Linked DNA regions of Mus musculus: region 1 is linked to region 2. A link is a contact called in public HiChIP or PLAC-seq data. All regions are on one chromosome and are shown on one strand. Each heading gives the region's core, a stretch centred on a gene start, on an enhancer-like site or on the middle of the called end of the contact. The rest is flanking DNA. Distances are from core to core; before and after follow the strand shown.

Region 1 (7,497 bases), core at 1,799-4,298, 34 kb before region 2:
ACCCCCACATCCTAACCCATTTTAACCCAAACCAACCCCTCACTTTTCTCTTCTTAAAAACTATACCTGTGAGGTCATTTGCTGCTGTTTTCCTGCCTGTGTCAGAAAGCAGACACTAACTTTTCTTCCCTGCTTAATAAAGAATCTCTGTGACAACACGTGCTTGAGTATGGTTTGTACCTAATCTGGGGTCTGAAAATCTTAACCATCCTGTTCTTTCCACTTTTTCAGTTCCTCGGATCTAGAGTTCAGAGGGCGAGGATTTCCGTCTTGGCAGCTCAAGCACATCACATTCTGAGTTGGCTTCTGTCCGCTGCAGGATCTTGTGCATACAGCTATCACCCAGAGAGCTATCAATGGAGGGTGTCCGCCCGCAGGGAGTAAGATCAAGTTCCCAGCTCCTCTTTCAATCTTGTCAAGTGGACACTGATCTCTCCCCACAGTTGCCCTGTTCTTCTCTGCTTGGGGACGAGGGGAGGGTGGTTACTCAACTGACAGGGCTTACCTTTAAGGAGATTTGGATTTGGCTGTAAGGGCTCGCCCTTTCACATCTTTGTCCTCAGCCTTGCCCTCAGAGATGACCAGCTTATTCTGCAGCGAACACAGCAGCTGGAGGTAGCTCTGGTTCCTAGAGGGACAGAGTTTGTGGGAAGTGACAGGAGTCTTGGGTACACTGCCTGAGGCTTCAACCCAGGATTCAAACCTCACCTCTGCAGCTTCTCCTGTTCCTGCCCCGCTTGCTGCTTCAAGGTTTCCAGTTCCTGATGGGATCCGTCAAGCTTCTCCAGAGCCCTCTTCCGGCGCCTCTTGACCTCTGCAGAAATCTTTGTCAGGTTCTGCAAACGCTTCTGAAGGGGTGAGAATGCAGGGCCGTGACTCACCTCATGCTCCTCTTCTCAGCGCCTGCCATATCTCCCATCTCCCCTGCTTAGCCAGAGCTTGAGGCTCAGACTCACTGACAGGCAGAGATACCTTGTCACTTCAAGACAGAGAAGAGCCTAGAGAGAAGTCAGAGCCCACCTGTTGCAGTACCCACTGCTTCTGAGCCAGCTGAAGTTTCTCCTCAAGGACTCGCTTCTGCAGGGAGAGAAAGGACATTCCTTCTTAGGGTTGATTTGAGGAGAGAGCATCGAGGTCCAACCCAGCTTCCCCTCCCCTTCCTCCAGTCCTGCATCCCCTCAGGTTCTCTAGGTATACCTTAGCCTCGAGTTGCTCAAAAGCCTTCTGAAGCTCTGTGTACTTCCTGTGAGCCTCTTTAACCTGGGGTAAGGCCTCAGACAGGGCACATTTTATGACATCCACGTGATCCATGTATGTGGCCTTCATGTCCTTCCACTGCTCCTTAGTTTCAGTTGCCTTTTGCCCTAAGGTGGGCCACAAAGAACAAGAACACGAGTGAGTCATGCCTGCAGCCAGCCTTCTAGAGCTCTCGTTCACAGCCTTCCTTCCCATGAGGCAGACACAGGCATGGCTCACATCTTCCCGCTTCAACCATTCAGCCCACACCCTACCTACAACCCAAGCCTACTCACGACTGGCATCTTCAGAAGCCAGAGCATCAGGGCTCTGCTCAGTGTCCTCCTGAGCCAGAAAAGTCTGTAAGAAGTTCACTACTTGAAGCTGGCTACAGAGCAGTTTGTCTTTCTTCCGCGAGTTCTGTTTACCGTGGGGACAGAAGCAGGGATTAGTCTTCCCTTCTGATACTAGAGACCAGCCATTTTGTTCTTCCCCATTGCTGCCCACTATTTCAAGAGGCTATCCCAGGACCAGCCCCGCCCCCTGTCTTCTGAAACGCTGGGTCCCACTTTGCACATACATACCCTCATAAACTCCTCCATGATCTTGGCAGGCAGCTCTGCTTCTTCCTGCAAGCCTACAGGTTCTAGAATGGCTGCTGCCTCAGCCAGAACCCTGTAAGGCATGAGTGAGATTGTGCTATGGTACCACACGAGCTCGAAGGAACATATGCAGTGGCATCTATGTCAGGAGGGTGCCAATGCTCAGAGGCTACCCAAGGGTCTTAAGGGACTTTAGGCTGAGATCAGAAACACCATGTACCTGGACAACATACAGTAGCAACTAAGCGCCATGAGGAAATCACCTGAAATACTGGAGGATAGGGACTGTGCAGACATGACTACATGTTTAAATAGGGGGGGTCACAATGGGTAAAAACTCGATGAATCCGTCTGAAAGCAGCAGGGGCATATATACAGAAACAGAGAAAAGCCAAAGTTCAGGCAAGCCTTGGAAGACATGCTAGTAATGGCTGATCTCAGAACGTATGATGTGTAACCCACCCAGCCTTTCCAGATTGGCTGGAACAATCCACTAGAGGACAGAGATACAGATAAAAAAATACTAAAGAAGAAGGTTGTGACAGAAGGTCCTAGAATGGTAAAGGGTTGGTTACGACATCTGTAATGGAGCTGGCTTTTTTAGAATACTACGCCACAGGGCTCAGGGTGGGTGAGGTAATGTCCCTCAAAGGCAGCATCCGACATAAGGTGACCTACGTCAGCCATCCAGATGTATCACTCCGCATACAGAAAGAAGTCCCTGCTTAGTCATACCCCTGCAGCAGAATGCCACAAAGACCCTAATAGGCATCATTCCAAAAAAGAGACGTTGTCACACAGTCAAATTCTGCACTCCTGAATTGAGGCGACATCAACCCTCAAAGGCCACACTCATGGAGTAGGATGACAGTCTTTTCGGGCTGCATTATCTTTTCTAATTGAAACTGCTCCTCGGGGCCTACACTCCAGAATCCAGGTGACATCGTCTCTTAGGGCCCGCACTCCTCAGCTAGGGTGACAAGATCCCTCAGAAGTCGCACTCCTGAACTAGGGCGCCACTGTCCCTCCGCCGCCACTGCCCGAGCCGCCGCCCCAGGCCCTCGCCTTCCACACTCACTCTTTCGTCGCAACAGCGTTGTTTTTCTCCGCAACAGCGTTTTTCTCCGCGTCCGCCATCGTTCTGTCGCTCACCACGCCTTTGGATTCTCCTGGACTGCCCGCCTAGGTCGAGATTGGTTTCTGGGTAAGTGGGCAGGACTTTAAATGACGTCACCTCTTTTCATTGGCCGGAGTCGATTCCGGTCCCGCCCCCGTACGCAAGCGTAGGCGGTTTTTCGGTTCTGGGGGCTGGCTGGAGGTTCTGAGCCTGCGCAGTAGGAAGCACTGATAGCTGAAGGCCAGACAGTGAGAAAGCAAAATTTGGTGGGTGCAGACACCGGAAAAAGGCTATTATCTGTTCCAGTAGTCACGCTTTCCTATTAAATGTACTGCTGCGGAAGAAAGGAGGTGGGCCTCTCCTCCACGACGCTGAAGAATACTGATCTTATAAGTAAATACTATATGAGTTCAAAACATTGTGCTTTTAAAGACCTTAATCAGAGATCCCAGTTGGGTCTCTTGTGTGGACAAGTCCCAGCTGAAACTGAGGGTGGGCGTTGGTCGCCAGAGTGCAGGAGGGAGAGAAAGAAGGCTGCACCTAGAGAACCCAGAGCCAGCAGCTTTCTGAAATACTCTGCTGAATCCTGAGCTGTATCTGAGGAAATTTCCTGAAGGGAATTTTAAAGATGCTTTGGAGATTAAAGCAGAGTCGATATTAGATACCATTTTCACAGATTGGTATTGAAGAATGCCTACTCAATGGTGAGCAGATACACCACTGAGAAGTGTCGCCTTGCGACTGGCAATAAATAACCCTACCTACGTTGAGCACTGCTGTGGCACCATCTAACAGATTAAAGGAATGAGGCCTTAACAATCCCTTAAATGTGAGACCAACTAGACTGCAATAATGAAGATGAGGTTACAAAAAAAAAAAAAAAAAAAAAAAAATCACCAAGCAGTAGGTTCGGCTTACAATTCCTGATCTTTGCTTAGTCATTCCCAGGCATGACTAAAAGAAAATTCATTATTAGATGAATAAGTCACTGTTTAGAACAGAAATGGATGTTAAGACATCAGACAAGCAGAACATCTTTGTGTTCCAGAGAAGGAGTAAACAGAAACCAAGATGTGCTACAGATGTGGGCAAGAGGAACTCTCATGTTACTGCTGGGTGTGTTTTGAAAACAATGTTTCCTCAAAGGGTTAAACATAGAATTACTGGATGATCTATAATTTTCCAAGTATAATTACAAAGGAAATTAACATATAAACACAAAAATGCACACAACACACGAAATCTGTAAGAGCCAAAAGTAGAACAAACCTGTCATGACACAAGGAATGAGAAGAACTACTGTAAATGGAATACAAATTTATAATAACCAAAAATGGGGTATTATTGTATGGGAATCTAGCAATGAACCTTGAAAAAATGAAGCCAGGTAAACAAAATTGCAGATTTGATTCTTTCTTTCTTTCTTTCTTTCTTTCTTTCTTTCTTTCTTTCTTTTTCTTTTTTCTATCTTTCTTTCCTTTTTTTTTTTTTTCCTTGTGTTTTTCCAGACAGGGTTTCTCTGTATAGTTCTGGCTGTCCTGGAACTCACTCTGTAGACCAGGCTGGCCTCAAACTCAGAAATCTGCCTGCTTCTGTCTCCCAAGCACTGGGATTAAAGGCGTGCACCACCACTGCCCGGCCTGATTATTTCTTTTATGTAAAATATACAAATAAGGCAAATCAATGAAAGCAGAGAGTGAATTAATACTTGACCAATAGATAGGAGAGGGAAGAGAAAGTAAGGTAAGGAGAAATCATTGAGAGGAACTGGAAAGGCATAGTGTCTTTTAAAGGGTTTAATAGAAATATTCTAAAATTAGATTACGGTGAATGTTGAACAAGATATATAAAAGGTTATTTTTATGCTAGAAACAAATGTCATAAAGCTGTTACTTATAGATGTGACACTAGACAAAGACCCGCCAACCTTATCAAGATGGACATTGTAATATGTGAAATTTGATGGCCTCGGTGGCAGATTAAACATGGAAATCAAATTAATAAGCTTTAAAGCATAGGAACCACGCAAAATGAGCATCTTTTTAAACAAATGAAACAACTTGGGTCCAACACTAGTAAACTGAGACACAAGTTCTTACAGCTTAATATCCTTTTAAATAAAGATCCTGAGTGCAAGACAATGAGGTAAGAAAAAAAAAAAAAAGCAAAGAAACAATGCAAAGACTCACAACAACCCCCACATGGAAATTTAATTATAAATCCAAAACTACCAAAACACCTCAAATCATTTTGTTGCGATTTCAACAACATTTTGTTGGATTTTGCAACTGTCATGGATCATAATGTAAATATTCGTGGTTTCGATTAATCTTAGGCGATCTCCATGAAGGGGGTCATTTTGAAACCCCTGAAAGAGTTGTGAGCCCCACAGGTTGAGAACCACTGCCCTAACACAAGAACCATGAATGAAATGGTCACTGCGTACCATAATTACTTAACTTAATCCAAGACCATTAATAAAAAGAAAATACCATAAGCAGATGGCAAAAGAAGGAAAACAGCTGCATGTAGAAAAACAAAATAATGAATATAGGAAGCATTTTGTTAGATATACTCAAGTAAAGAAGAGGAGGGAAAGGAACTTCAAAGAAAAAGCAAATTGACCTTGGTTTCTATATGCAGCAAATAGTCTTCAAAACTGACAGGTAACTAGAGGCATTTTTAGCCTGGAAGTAGAAGTGATTTTTTTTTCCAGATTCACACTCTATAAGAAAGATAAAATGCATTAGGTATATGGAAAAGTGACATCTGCAAATGTGAATATGTACAGAAGAGTAGAAAGTACCAGATATGGTAGCTATGTGAGGAAATACGTCTTTTCTTAATATTAAACATTTATAAAATATTAATGGATAGGTTCAGACAAGGAACAGATGTGGTAATACACACAGATTTCTAAAATATGCTCTAGTCTTAAGACCCAGCACTTAAAATGCCCAGCACTTTAGATCTTAATGTTATCTAAGTATGTCCTCTAGTCAAAGCCCAGTAGTAGCTAAGAGAGGCATCTCTCATCAGAGAGTGTGATTTTTCCCATTACAGAAGATTTTAATTAGCTTGTTTGTCACATGATCATACCAATGCAAAAGAACATGCTCGGGAATAAAAGAAAATCAATTCCATCCTGGGTCAGACCATCTAGAACAGGGATGACCTTGAATAATTTACTTAATCGAGAATTTCATTTTGTCATTTACTAAGGAGACTAAGGCTGAGAACATTCCTTTATAATAATTGTGAGAAAATTTCCTATGGGAAACCATAGAAGGTATTTAAGCAGCTCCCACTTTTGTCTGTTACGCTTGAATTCCTATGTCTGTCAGTTTCCCGTAGGAGTCATGGGTACATGAAAGCAGAATTAGTTAAAACAGCAGAAACTTCTTGGGAAGTATCCTTTTCCATAATAACTTAGAGGATGCTACAAGGAGTAAAACATAAATTAGACTAATTTCTCAATAAACTCCTCTCTTCCGGTTGCGGTAACATCTTCCGGTTGCGGGGACATTTCCTGTGAGTAATGATACTGCCCTTTTGAGGTTTGTTGTCACTCGTTTTTCACTCTCAATTTGATCAATACGCTTACAGCTCTAATTGTGACTTTCACTGAAGTCACAATTAAATAACAGCCGAAATGCTTAACATTTATCTCAGAAACAATATCACAGCTCTTCCATGAACCGCTACTCCGAAAGCTGGTGTTAGCATAACGTTAGCTACAACTGCTCTTTCTGGAATTTCCAGACCAAGGTATCCCATTATGTTTTAGGGAGGAGCTCCTTGTTTAGCATATAAATTGCAGCTCCTAAGGCGATTCTTGTCTTGGGTTGCTGGTTCCAGATGGATAGATTCTGCCTCACACACTGTTCAATTCCCTGATCAGCCTGTCATCCCTCTTGCTATGCTCAGCATCTATGCAATTTGGACACGGACCACCTGACCTGAATTGCAAGCTCTTGTGAGAAAGGATGACTCACTAAAAGCAAATCCCTTCTTCAACCCCATCGAATCCTTCCTAATCAGTCTAGCCCTCCAGCTTTTTACTCATTGTTTCCTGGCAGAAATGAGCCAAAGCACTCTTAGGAAGCTTGAAAATCAAAGGAATCATTTTTATGTCCCAAACTCCATGTGATGTACGTTATAGTGATTATCCATTGAGTTTTGTTCTGGTTGCTTTCCACCTACTTTTAAAGGGATATGTATTGCCTTATCTTCACAAATCTTTGAATTCACTTTGAAAAGAACTGTCTTCCCCTCTATCACTTAGGTAAGTGCTAAGTTGATTTGACATCACCACTCAATGGCGAATCACAGAAGAAACAGCAGCTCAGACGCTTAACATTTATCTCAGACAATATCACTGCTCTTCCGTGAACAGCTACTCAGAACGTCAGTGTTAGCATAACGTTAGCTACAAATGCTTTCTGTAACTGCAGTGGGTATATGAGCTCTAAATGTAATGACAAACGTAGTGAGACCCTGTCTCAAAAAAAAAAAGTTAAGCCTGAATAGATAAACACACTG
Region 2 (7,127 bases), core at 4,552-7,051:
CATCTCCACACCTTGAGGAGTTTCACATGACAACTAGAGACTCAGTATGTTTATGCTCCCAGTTATTTAATCTGTGTTTTATTAATATCTGATTCTAGCTGTTCCTCTATGACCCTATTTCCACCTCACCCCCACCCCCCATGACAGGTTTTCTTGCATAGCTCCCCTCATCCCAGGTATATTCTACACCTTTTTCTTCTCTACTTCTTTTTCAAAATGTCTTTCAGTTCTGTCTTAGCCCAGGAAGACACACATCGTTACTGATGGTGGTTATCACTGTGTATTCTTAAAATACCACACAGACAATTCCTATCTGACTTCAGCATTGTGTCAGATGAGGTCACAGTAGAGAGTGGAGATGTTAACACCATAGACACAGTTATGAAATGTTCATGGTACACTGAAATTATAGGAGAAGAAACAGTATATTCACTACATCTTGAATACAGGTCAGATAGATAAGACTAAGGAAATAGAGATATAAATGCTTATTTGATGATTCAGTTCCACAAGAATAGAGGTTTAGAGCATAGTTGTCACTGATCTCTTTAATGTCCCAGCACTTCCTGCAAACAACGAGGATGCCTAAGAAACTGAAGGAAAGAGTAAATGAAATGCTAGCAAGTAAGGGGCAAAAAGCCACTAAGGAGTATGGGAACTACAGGGAAGTCAGTATGACAGATTGCTACATGGAACATGGAACAGTTCACGTTAGTGAGCTCAAAACTCATAGTTAGTCAAGGCTGTGATGCCTTGCCACTAGGAAATGGCATGATGAGACTTATGATTTAGAGAAATAGTTAGAACCTGAAGAATAGACTTGACTGGTAGAGGGGGTGTGGAGGAAGCTCTGAAGAGGATATCATGGGGTACAACTGAGAAGACACTGTTGATAAACTCCCTGAACTCAGAAGAAGGAGGCATTCCCTGCACCTGGAGAACCACAGCAATCTAGAAAAGGGAGGAAAGGAGACAAGGAAAACTGTCTTTTCTCTAAAATTCAGTATCACTGTAATTGAAAAGAGGTGTTTGCAGGGCAGAAATTCTATCTCTGCATCTCTGTATGGACAGCATCACTTGGAGCCTCCATGTGTCCTTTTCACAGAAGTTACTCACAGTTAAGAGTACATCTCCTGAAACTGCTCCTCCCACTTCCAGGGAAGGGACAATCTGAGCGCTCCATCTTTTCATCTTGTCCAGAGGCAATCCTGCCTGGATTCTTACCCATTGAGTAGGGGACCTGTCCCCACGACCTTTCTTGTTTATATCCAGTGACTTGATCAGACTTAACTTTATTACCAGATTCTATCAAGAGCTGGGTTTGTTGTTGTTGTTGTTGTTGTTGTTGTTAAATGCATTCCCACCAACAGAACCTTGCTGAGCAACACCAACTACTGAGTCAAAATCAACATCAGATGTGAGGATACAGAAGCACCCATGCAAGCTCATGTGTAGTGTGATTCTATGTATGGTCACTCTCAATTACTTATTAACTGTCTCTGGTGGTCCTAGTGAGAAATGTGCCCCATGAGGTCAGATGTTTGAATGCTTGGTCCACAATTAGTGTCTCTTATGGTTGCTGGACCTTTAGGAGGTGGAGCCGCAGGAAGTATGCCACTGGGGATGGGGTTTGAGAGATTATAGCCAGACCCACTACCATAGCATTCTCTTTTTCTATTGTGCCTGGGAAAGGTTATCGGTCAATTTCCTGACCCAGTCACCTGTCATGCCATCCTTACCACTGTGGTGTTCTCTATGGAGCCACGAGATAAATAACCTCCTCCCTCAGTTCATTCTTTCTGTCATGGTATATGTCATTTATAACATGTCATGGTATATGTCATGGTGTTTTATAACAGCATCAGGGAAGTAACTAACACCTTGTCCACTAGATTGCCATATCTATTTCGTTTAAATTAGAAGGCAGTTAACGTATTAGAATATATGCATACTGCTTTAAAGCAGTGAACTCTGGACTATCACTCCTGTCTAAAAGAATAATCCCTCCGTTTTTACAATGGAAACCCTGTTTCTATTTAAACTGCACCAAAAGTACTGGGCTATTTATCAAAAGGAAATACAAAGAATACATATGATGTTTGTTAATAACAAACTGATGTTTGCATAATTCAGTCAGGCTGAAGAAAGTCACTATTAACTTGCCAGCAAACCTCGTTTGACTGAACACTGCATTTATAGAGAGGAGGAAATCAATTTTACCAGTCACAGTATATTTGGATGAGAGATCAATGTAAATTTTTGAACATGTCATTTCTCACTTTTTCTCCAGAGAAGTAAGATAAAAAATTTTCCCATTATTAACTGTCATAAAAACAAACAAACAAACAAACAAAAAAGGTATTCTTGGGATTCACTTCTGGGAGGATAGTGATGGAAGGCCAGATAGTTGGAAATACAAATAGGTGCTTGGTTTTTTTTTTTTTTTCTTTTTTTTTTCTTCTTATAGAAATTCTGCAAGTAGCTCGTTTCATGCCCTTTCTGAATAAATATTTTTTCTCATTTTACAATCATATTTCTCTTCCTATAGTGTTTTGTTCTTCAGCACACAGAAGTAACAGCCTTTTTGTGATAGAAAACCCATCTGTCTTCTAACCTAACATGCAGGGAACACTGAGCACCATGGTGACAGCCGCTGTGATTCTGTGATATCCTACCGGAGGGCAGGTGGTCAGCTAATGAGAATGGGAGCTGCTGACTGATAAATGGAGAAGATTGAGATGCCTCCCCGAACACTCCTGCACCCGCCAGAAGCCTGTGGACAGTGAGATAAGTAAACAGAAAGGGCGACAGTTGTCTCTGTGCGGGTGCCTCGTGTGGACTCTGCTTTGGGTAGTTGTCATGGATGTGTCGTGTCCTCACACTCCCTTCTAAGATAAGCAAACCTTTCTCTGTCAGTCATCCATAAAGAAATCCCAGTCCACAAGAAGTCACCGTCTCCCAAAGCATGCCTAAGAATGAGAAATATTAACAGGACAAGTCTAGTTTACATGTAAGCTCTAGCTTTCTAAGTCTAAAATCTGATAGGGCAAAAGTGAGATAGTTATTTTAATGAAACGTTTGGGTAAAATTATTAAAACAGACTATTCTACCATATTGTTAGTTAAGGTGTTGTCACTGAGGATGTAACAAGTATAAGGTAATTATGGCCTCCATGCTAAGTCTGAGAGAAGAAGAGGAAATCCCCCATGTGGCAACTACCCTCTCTGTGTACATAGCAAAGAGGTGACACACCTTCAAAATAAGTATTTTCTTTCTTAAGCATCCTACTATCCTAACCATAAATATTAAGTGTGGCTTCTGCATGTCTATTTTCACATGTCTCTTCACTCTGGATATTGGGCACTGTTAGCATTTTGTCTAAGCTCTGCCCCACAGTTACCTGGCAACAGTCAGGTAGGCCTGACTCACTATAAAAGGAGCTGCTTGTCTCCTCTGCTCTCTCTTGCTCTTGCCTTCCTTCTCCTGCTCTGTCCTCTTGTCATCGTCCCCCTCACCCCACATGCTCATGGCTGGCCTCTACTTCCCTTCCCTTCCCTTCCCTTCCCTTCCCTTCCCTTCCCTTCCCTTCCCTTCCCTTCCCTTCCCTTCTCTTCCTCCTCCTCTCTCTCTCTGTCTCCCTTTCTTCACCTCTACTACCCTCTTAACTCCCCTCCCCATGCCATCTATATAAACTCTATTCTATACTATACCATCATGTGACTGGTCCCTCAGGGGGAAGGAATGCCTCAGCATGGGCCAGTGGAGGCACCCCCTTCCCCACACCTCACCACACATCCACCAGAACATACCCCCTCTCTCTTTATCTTTTTATGAACACATCAAGCATGATAGAACATTTATCCTAGGGATTACAGATACCTGACATGTAGAGAAAGAACTCTCATAGACCGAAGTTTTAATTGGTGGGGAAACCAAGAAAAGAGGAGCAGGCAACTGTTGACTGAAGGTCATTTGGGCTGTCTTCTCTGTCTCATATCAAGTTTTCTGCTTGGTCAAGGGTCTGATAATGTGTGTTAGAACGAGGACAGAATTTTCCCATTGAGGACAAAGATAACTGTGACCAGTTTGTCTCTGGCACAGGATGGCATCACCATGTACCCAGGATATGCATTTGTGACCTCTTTTGTGCATAACAGATAAAGGACAGCCATGTTCCACAAGCAGCAAACAAGCAGAGTTTTGGTAATAACAGGTTTGAAATGGGATCAATAAAATCTGTTGTCATTTGTCCCCAAAAGTGTCCCCACTTTCTTTTCACTCAGGCTTCAGTTAAAGCCCACCCCCCTTAAAAGGAATTCAAGGAAGTCACAAATTATTTTTCTCTTCCTCTGAATATCTGGTTCTATTTCTACAAGTAAGGAAATAAGGAAACCACAAATGGCACCCTACATCCAGAATTCAAACAAACAAACCCACCAACCAGAGCTAGAGAGATGGGTTATCATTTAAGAGGTCTGGGTTTCTAGCATCTATATCTGGCTACTTATAACCACCTGTATCTTTAGCTTCTACCCTATTCTGGTCTCCATGGAACCCACTGAGTTGTAGCAAACACACACACACACACACACACACACACACACACACACACACACAGACTTGTAAGCAGATAATTCCCCCATTGAAACCTAAGTATCTTCTTCTGTTGCTTTCTTTTCCATATTTTGTGTTTTTTTTTTTTTTTTTTTTTTTTTTTGGTTTTTTGGTTTTTTGGTTTTTGGTTTTGTTTTGTTTTTCTTGATCTGGGTTTTCAAGTTTTTGTTCCAGAGGGGAACTTCCACATCTGCACAAACCTCACCTTTAATCATAAGAAACCATTTCACAGTCTGTGGACAGGAGCTCCTCCCTTGGCTCAAAGCCCCTGAGCACAAATCAGTCTTCAGAGATATTTTCAGTATAGATCCTAGTACCACGTGACCTGGGGCCAAAGAAACTACTTTGCATTTTCTGCTCAGATTGATTGATTTCATCTGATGCCAGATCTATCTGTAAATACATAGGCGGTTTTCAAAATATTTATGTGAAGGAGAGTATCGTGAATAATTTGGAAATCACATTTTTTATGTTTACTTGTTAATTTTTATGGGTCTGGTAATTGCTGCTAATGTCTTTTTTTTTTGTCCATGTTGTAATATAGAAGTTTATTGTTGCATTAGTAAATCAATAAAATAATATACAATTTAAACTATGAAAACCATGAACAGCCATCTGTTTACTGGCGTGATTTAGAATGAAAAGTCAATTGCTGTGTTTGTGGTTCTGTGTGTGTGTGTGTGTGTGTGTGTGTGTGTGTGTGTGTGTGTGTGTGTACAAGCTAGGCCTGATAGTGTAGACTAATGAGACCTGGCACATAGAAGACTGAGACAGGAGGATCATGAGTTCAAGGTCAATCTTCCCAACTTAGTGAGACCCTGTATCAAAATGAAAAGGTAAAAAGAAAGGTGCTTTTCCGTTGTTGTTATTGTTGTTGTTGTTGTTGTTGTTGTGGTTGATCTTGCTTAAAGTGGCTCGGGGATAGAGCACAAGCCTACAAAGACCCTAGATTCAAAGCCACTATCACTGAAAACAAGAAAGCTAATGTAAGCTAACTCAGGAATGAAGCTTTAGAGAAAATACTGAGAGAGGTTTACATCTCCACCAGTATTGCCCTTCAGACTCTCAGTAAACATCTTTGATCACAGCTTCCGTCTTCCTGTGTTCTTTCAAATAGCAAAGGAAATTGCACTGAGGCTAAAAGGGCCCATCCATTGACAAGATGCCTCACTCGTAAACAGGAAGTGAATGAGTAATGTGTGTGACTCAGCAGACAGAGCTGAACAAGAGCTTTAGGGTACCAGTTACAGAAACACTGTGAAACTTCAGGAATCAAAATAGAAATAGATCAGTGTATTCTTTTCTTTTTTCTTTTTTTGGTTTTGTTTGTTTTTTTATTTATTTATTTTTTCTGTTTTGTTTTGAAGACAGGGTCTCATGTAGCCTAGGCTTGTCTTTAATGACAGGCATATGCTACCATGTCCAACTTCAGGATAAATCCTTAGAAAAAAAATTATGACAGAGAAATTTAGTTGTAATTCAATATTGGTGCTTAGTTAAAATGATCATTTTTTCCTCTTGGGAAAAATGACTTATCTCTTAATTCCATACATAAAGCAAGAAAGCATGGCAAACACATATGATATTTTAGGCTTTTGTGGATGAAGAATTTACATATGAACATCTTTCTGTTTTTACAGATGCTAAACTTCCTCTCACCAAATGCCTTTGCACATACTGTTATTAGAAGCTTTGGGGCCATTACATCACATGGTTACCTCCTATGCTACTTGGCTTACACAATTCTCCTAGAGGTTAACCTTTCGCTTTTACTGTAGCAGTTGCTTAGGGAACTGACTTTGTGTTGTCTGTGGATAGGAGAATGATTCCCCTTAGACAATAAGAAACCAAGGCAACACTGAACCGCAGTCTATGTTCCTTTCCTGTAACAACTACAACCAATTATGTTAGGTACACTTCTTATTGCTGGGACAAAATACCCAAAGAGAGAAACAAAGGGAGCAAAGGGTTTATTTTATCTCGTGGAGAGCACAGTCGGAGTCCAGCATGGACTGGGAAGACATGGTGACAGGAACATGAGGTCACATTCTGCTTACTCTCAGAAGTAGAAGATGCTAGTACTTGGTTTGTTTGCTCCTTTTGAGAAATATGTCATCACCACCACCATCATCACCATCATAATCATCACTATCACCACCATCACCATCACCCAGTATTCTTTCCACTTAATTAACCCAAGCAAGAGATTAGAGATGACTCAAAGGACTGCTCCAAGTTGCATCATAGGTGATCCTACATGCTGTGGAGTAGACAACATTAATGCTCACTCTAACTGAAGTCTTAGGTCTCCCCTAATGATACAAATCATGGTCCAGGAGGAAGCATGTCACTCTCACAAGGACTCCTCATTTATACATAACCTAGAACCTGAGGAATATATGTGGTAACTGATATAGATTGTTTTGTATGGGAAAATAGAAGGGCCTCACAGTTGGGTAAGGCTAAACTTGTTGATGTGCATGCAGCAAGAAGCAGAGATTTTGCCATAACTG

Evidence for each region. HiChIP or PLAC-seq counts read pairs in DNA pulled down with a chosen protein or histone mark.
Region 1: a contact with region 2 is called in a CTCF HiChIP or PLAC-seq map of the NIH/3T3 cell line, with 18 read pairs. The contact joins the promoter of Zwint here to the enhancer-like site in region 2. A contact is called at or near these places in 2 of 39 promoter capture datasets (the 3T3-L1 cell line and macrophages), 1 of 15 datasets of contacts at CTCF or cohesin (the NIH/3T3 cell line), 7 of 484 Hi-C or Micro-C datasets (Th17 cells, Th2 cells, cortical neurons and 3 more), 6 of 115 datasets of contacts at active chromatin or transcription factors (effector CD8 T cells, embryonic stem cells, epiblast stem cells and 2 more) and 2 of 9 other capture datasets (adipose tissue and pancreatic islet).

Annotation. Positions count from the first base shown.
Region 1 is chr10:72,650,397-72,657,893 of GRCm38.p6, reverse strand. It overlaps Zwint (ZW10 interactor), which reads right to left and starts at 3,048. Exons shown (of 8, transcript NM_001293683.1): 1 at 2,917-3,048; 2 at 1,821-1,911; 3 at 1,533-1,656; 4 at 1,198-1,364; 5 at 1,021-1,077; 6 at 709-848; 7 at 506-628. The coding sequence starts at 2,975. The coding sequence ends at 508.
Region 2 is chr10:72,619,380-72,626,506 of GRCm38.p6, reverse strand. It overlaps Gm34659 (a long non-coding RNA gene), which reads left to right. Exons shown (of 3, transcript XR_871824.2): 3 at 2,626-3,679. Among named protein-coding and RNA genes, the nearest start is that of Gm34659, 20 kb to the left of the region's middle. Within about 2 kb of position 5,801, at least 47 of the 459 cell types and tissues checked have an H3K27ac peak or open chromatin away from gene starts, as enhancers often do. A contact at or near this core is called in the NIH/3T3 cell line, Th2 cells, epiblast stem cells and 1 more, where this site is marked.